2 separate regions of the Sus scrofa genome follow, and region 1 is linked to region 2. A link is a contact called in public HiChIP or PLAC-seq data. All regions are on one chromosome and are shown on one strand. Each heading gives the region's core, a stretch centred on a gene start, on an enhancer-like site or on the middle of the called end of the contact. The rest is flanking DNA. Distances are from core to core; before and after follow the strand shown.

What was found. HiChIP or PLAC-seq counts read pairs in DNA pulled down with a chosen protein or histone mark.
Region 1: a contact with region 2 is called in an H3K27ac HiChIP or PLAC-seq map of alveolar macrophages. The contact joins the promoter of WDR74 here to the promoter of NXF1 in region 2. A contact is called at or near these places in 1 of 5 promoter capture datasets (liver), 9 of 47 Hi-C or Micro-C datasets (differentiating spermatogonia, embryonic fibroblasts, epiblast stem cells and 5 more) and 2 of 2 datasets of contacts at active chromatin or transcription factors (alveolar macrophages and skeletal muscle).

What each region holds. Positions count from the first base shown.
Region 1 is chr2:8,930,272-8,932,971 of Sscrofa11.1, forward strand. It overlaps WDR74 (WD repeat domain 74), which reads left to right and starts at 1,259. Exons shown (of 11, transcript NM_001243395.1): 1 at 1,259-1,331; 2 at 1,413-1,519; 3 at 1,614-1,735. The coding sequence starts at 1,268.
Region 2 is chr2:8,968,571-8,971,270 of Sscrofa11.1, forward strand. NXF1 (nuclear RNA export factor 1) reads left to right here and starts at 1,388. Exons shown (of 21, transcript NM_001243350.1): 1 at 1,388-1,525. The coding sequence starts at 1,498.

The sequences.
Region 1 (2,700 bases), core at 9-2,508, 38 kb before region 2:
CCGGATCCCAGCCGTCTCTGCGACCTATACCACAGCTCAGGGCAATGCCAGATCGTTAACCCACAGAGCAAGGCCAGGGATCGAACCCGCAACCTCATGGTTCCTAGTCGGATTCGTTAACCACTGAGCCATGATGGGAACTCCTCTAATAGTTGAGAGTCTCTGATTTCAGAGAAAATGTCTCAGTCATTCAAGAAAGGGGGACGTTATGACATTTTAAAGTTGCAGCTTATCCCTTGGGAGAAAGATTTTTTTTTCTGTTAGATTTGCAGATTTTTACTCTCAGTTGGTACTAATTTTTTACCATCCCCAAACCTCAATGTGAGGAAATAAAAACTAAGCCCTTACCTCCACTTTCCAAAACAGAGTTCTGCTTAAAGATTGTTAGTTTTGGGAATTCCCGTCGTGGCTAACGATCAGGCGTTGCCGTGACCTATGGTATAGGTCGCAGACGAGGCTCGGATCCCGAGTTGCTGTGGCTGTGGTGTAGGCCGGCGGCTACAGCTCCTTTTAGACCCCTATCCTGGGAACCTCCATATTCCGCGTGTGCGGCCCTAGAAAAGACAAAAAAAAAAAAAAAAAAGATTGTCACTTTTGGAGTTCTCCGTCCTGGTTCAGCAGAAACGAATCTGACTAGCACCCCTGAGGACGCAGGTTCGATCCCTGGCCTCGCTCAGTGGATTAAGGATCTGGGTTGCCCTGCGCTGTGGCGTACGTCGCAGGCTTGCCTCAGATCCCACATGGGATCTGGGGAAAAAAAAAAAAAAAAAAGTCGGTTTTATTTTCCCAGAATTCGTCCTTTTTATACTCAAGGTTGATGTGCCTCATATGAGCGACTTGAATCATTCCTGATATATGTTTTCTTTCTTGTTTTGCTTTTTAGGGCTGCACCCGCGGCATATGGAGGTTCCCAGGCTAGGGGTCCAATCGGAGCTACAGGCGCTGGCCTACGCCACAGCCTCAGCAAGGTGGGGTCCGAGCCGCCTCTGCGACAGCTCACGGCAACGCCACATCTTTACCCCACTGAGCAAGGCCAGGGATCAAACCGCCAACCTCAGGGTTCCTAGTCGGATTCGTTAACCGCTGAGCCACGACGGGAACTCCTAGATTTCATTTCTTAAAAGCAAAACCAGCTGGCGCAGTGGGGGAATTTTTACATTTCCTGCTCTCTACGCTCCCAGAAATGGCCTTTATCCGGATCCGACCTGCCGCGTGCTGGTGACGCAAATGCTGCGCCGGAAGTGCGAGCCGGATCCGGATCTCCGTTATGGCGGCTGCCGAGGCGCGGTGGAATCATGTGTGGGTCGGCACCGACACCGGCATCCTGAAAGGTGAGTGATGGGCCTGGGCGTCTGGAACCGCGGGGGTCATGCGTTCGCGACCCCGGCGTAACTGACGTCCCCGGACCGCAGGGGTGAACCTTCAGCGCAAACAAGCGGTAAACTACACGGCGGCGGGACAGCCGCAGCGCGAGGAGGCGGTGAGCGCCCTGTGCTGGGGCGCGGGCGGCGAGACCCAGGTGAGCGACCTCTAACTGTGCTGGAGCAGGGGGGATGCTGAGGCGTGGCAGCCTCGCTCCTCTTGCCATCCTGCCCTGCTCTCTCTGCCTGCAGATCCTAGTCGGCTGTGCCGATAGGACAGTGAAGCTCTTCAGCACCGAGGAGGGCAGGTTCCAGGGCCAGAGGCACTGCCCCGGAGGCGAGGGCACCTTCCGAGGCCTCGCCCAGGTTGACGGGTAAGACCGAGACCCTTGCCGTATGCTCAGGTATAGGCAGATAGTTGAAGCTCCCGCACGACGGTCGATCAATGGGGATCAAGTCTTAGGTGACAGGAGCCTGATCTGTGTGACAGGGACATTTGTCCTGCCTTCGTTCCTTCATTTCTATAATAAGCATTTATTGAATACCTACTGGATTACAGGCATTGGACGAAATTCAAGGGCTGCAGGTAAACTGGACACAGTACCTGCCTTCCTAGAGTCTGCATCCTCAAGGGTTGTTCTTTTGGGTCCATGACTTTTTAGGTGACCCTGAGCAAGTCATTTAATAGTTTAGAGTATGTTCTCATTTGTGTCTTATATCACCTAGAGTGTGTTTTTAGATGGGGGCTACCAACCACCAAATCGGTAAAGCTCCCACAGTAAAGGATAGGAAAGTGATAAGTTACAGGCTTAGCTTTCTTCGGAAGATGGACGGGCTATGAACAGGCTGTGTAGTTTTGGTGATGTTAATTCTGACAAGTGAGATCTAGAAGGCGCTGTGGGGTGAGATCTTTGAACTGGGTCTGGAATGATGGGTAGAACTTTGACAGATGGAGAAGCGGGTAAGGGCACTCTAGAAAGAGGCTACTGCCCGAGCAGAGGTAAGGACTGGTGTCAGGCTACAGGATACATCATGGGAAAGAGAAATAAATAGCGTTTGGGGATTGAAGCCGAGAAGCATTTTAATATGAGATGGGCAAGGTAGGTTGGGATTAAAGGTAAAAAAAAAGGGTTTTAAGTGCCAGGCTGAGAGATTTGCACTTCTGTATGTGGTGGGGAGTTATGGTTTTTGAGTAGGAAGTGTGGTGGTCAGAGCTGTGAGCCCTGCAGGATTATGGAGGATGGGTTGGAGAGACAGCAGTTGGAGATTGTTACCATAGCCCAGAGCCTGATCCAAGGTGGGGAGGGTGGGCAGATATGAGAAAGGGCATAGATTTGGT
Region 2 (2,700 bases), core at 138-2,637:
GCCCACTGCCCAGCATCATAACTAAAAGGGTTGGGCTGATGGCCCTGACGGGCCAGGCTCACTCACTCTGTGCACACAGCTGCCTCCCGCAGGGGGTTTCCAGGTGTAGCAGCACTTAGTTAGCATGGAAACTTCCCTTCAGAGGCCCGTAACAGGATCCCAGCCTGGGTCCCTGATTGACGGCAACTTCCAGGACCATCTCCAGAAGTATTTGGACCTGTCTCATCTGCATGCTCCAACCATTTGGCCCCAAACTTACTTGCGCTGGATGAAGTAGGAGCCCTGCCTGCTGCTAGGAGTGAAGGTGACATGAAGAATCCGTTCCCAGCTCCAGCTGAGGCTCTTGGTCCCCTTGAAGCCCCTCACCACATCCAAGCCAGTCAGAAGAATGAAGGAGTGACCTGCCTGGAACACCCACCCTCCAGGGAGGTTAATATGCTTTCTAGTCCTGACCAGGACCCAGAACCACATCATCCTGCATCACTGGAGTTCCCCCACTTCACACACCCGAAAGGAAGCTCAAGCTGTAGAGACAACAGTCACTATACACTGTGCTGGCCCCAGTACTTTGAGGGGTCCAGGAGAGCCCAGGTCTTTCCTAGCCATGGCATTTTAATATTTCCTCTCCCTTTGGCCTGTGTTCAGCGTGTGGTCAGGCTGGCCTCCTCACTGCCCAGTTGACACAAGACGTGGGTTTAGCATAGCACATCCCGGTGGGTTGGTGGGTGGGTTGGTTTGTGAAGACAGCCAAAGCCTGGCAAATGCCGTTTTTCTCTCCTTTGATTGCAACTCTCTCGGAGGGAATGCATAGATCAGTAGTTATTTCACAAATATATGTTGGGTTCCTGCTGCGTGCGTGCTAAGTATGGTATCCAGTCAGGTGCCGGAGAGAAAAAGCCGTGAATTAATCAAGCCCCTGCTCTCTAGGAGTTTACCGTTAGTTTTCTATTTCATTTTATAGGCGAGGAGACCGAGGCCTAGATCTGCAAGTGTCAAAGGGCTGAGCTGAGACTTGCCCTGGCTGGATCCTTCTAGGTGTCTATGTGCGGTCACTCCCGCTCCTAAGGGCCTGGTCTCCCACTCCTCGGAAGCCCTTCCTGTAGCCCCTCTTCCCTGTTCCTCTCGGAATCCTGGGCTGCAGTAGCCACCTCTCCGCTTCACCGCTGACCCTGGAGGTGCTCCAGCAGAGAGCTACTAGCGGCGGGGTGGATGAAAGCAGGGGGCCGGCGAACCCGCGGTAACTCGGCTTCCCAAGCTCAGGTCCTGGGCGGGGCGTGCAACGCCAAGTCCCGCCCCCGGCTAGTCCGCTCGTCGAATGCGCACGCGCGTCTCCCAGTGGTTCCGCCCATCACCGTGGGACGTCGGCTGCGCGCGACGCGCTGGCCGCATAAATGCGGCGGCATCCGGCGTAGGAGCACTTCAGCCGGGAGAGCCTGGGCGTTCGGACGTTTGCCGGTGTCGCGGGCCGCGACAGAGCCCGCCCCTGCTCGCTGCGCCATGGCGGACGAAGGGAAGTCATACAACGGTCAGTGCTGGCCCTTGGGTCGGGGAGCCGGTCGATCTTGGGCCCTGCTGGGCTGCGCCAGCCTAGGCCGCAGCGCCGGGGCGTGAGGCCGCGAGGGGCCCGGCGTCCACGGGGAACGGCGGTGGCGCGGCGCGGGCCCGGGGCGAGGCAGCCCGGGGGCCTGGGTGAGCTTGAGGGTTGGGTGCCGGGGTTGTTGACGCTGGGATCCTCCCTTTGCGGGCCCCTGCGACTCGGAGAGGTGGCTCAGTGGTGGGGTGATGAGATTCCTTTGAACTTTGTGGGTGGTTGATGCCTGTCAGTTCAATTTGGCGGCCAAACTGTTTAATGTGAGTCAGTGCCCTTCTCCTGGGCTGATGTGCCCTATTTTCTACCGCGCGTCCAGGCGATTTTGCCCCCTCCCCCACCTAACGCGTCTGTCGCTTAGGCTTAATATTTTAGATCTGCACATCAACTCGATGTTCTGGTCCAAACACTACACTGAGTTTTAGTCCAGAGCGGTGGTTAGGAGCCGAGGTTTCAATCCCGAGTTGGCTATGCCAAGCTTGAGTAACTTACACCCTCAGACTTCGTTTTCCATCTCCTTAATGAGGATAGAAACAGTACCAGCCTTCTGAGTTTGTCTCCGTGTGTGTGTGTGTTAAAACGAGATCATTCATGTCAGGTGCCTGGAGCATAGTGCCTGACACTGGAGAAGAGTGCTCAGTGAATGTTAGCAACGACTTGTGTGCATTTATTACTTTTTTCCTAGGGTAACTTCTTGAGAAACTCATATTTTTAGTTTTTTAAGGAACCTCCATACTCTTTCCCGTAGTGGCTGCACCAGTTTTCATTCCTACCAACAGCGTAGGAGGGTTGCCTTTTCTCCACATCCTCTCCAGCATTTGTTTTTGTGGACTTTTTAATGTTGGCCATTCTGATTGGTGTGAAGTGCTACCTTATTGTGGCTTTGATTTGCATTTCTCTAATAATTAGTGATGTTGAGCATCTTTTCATGTGCCTGTAGGCCATCTGTATCGTGGGTCTTTTTTTTTTTTTCTTTCTTTCTTTTTTTTGCTTTTTAGGGCCCCAGCCGAGGCATATGAAAGTTCCCACGCTAGGGGTCCAATCAGAGATGTAACTGCTGGCCTACACCACAGCCACAGCAACGCCGGATCCTTAACCCACCGAACTAGGCC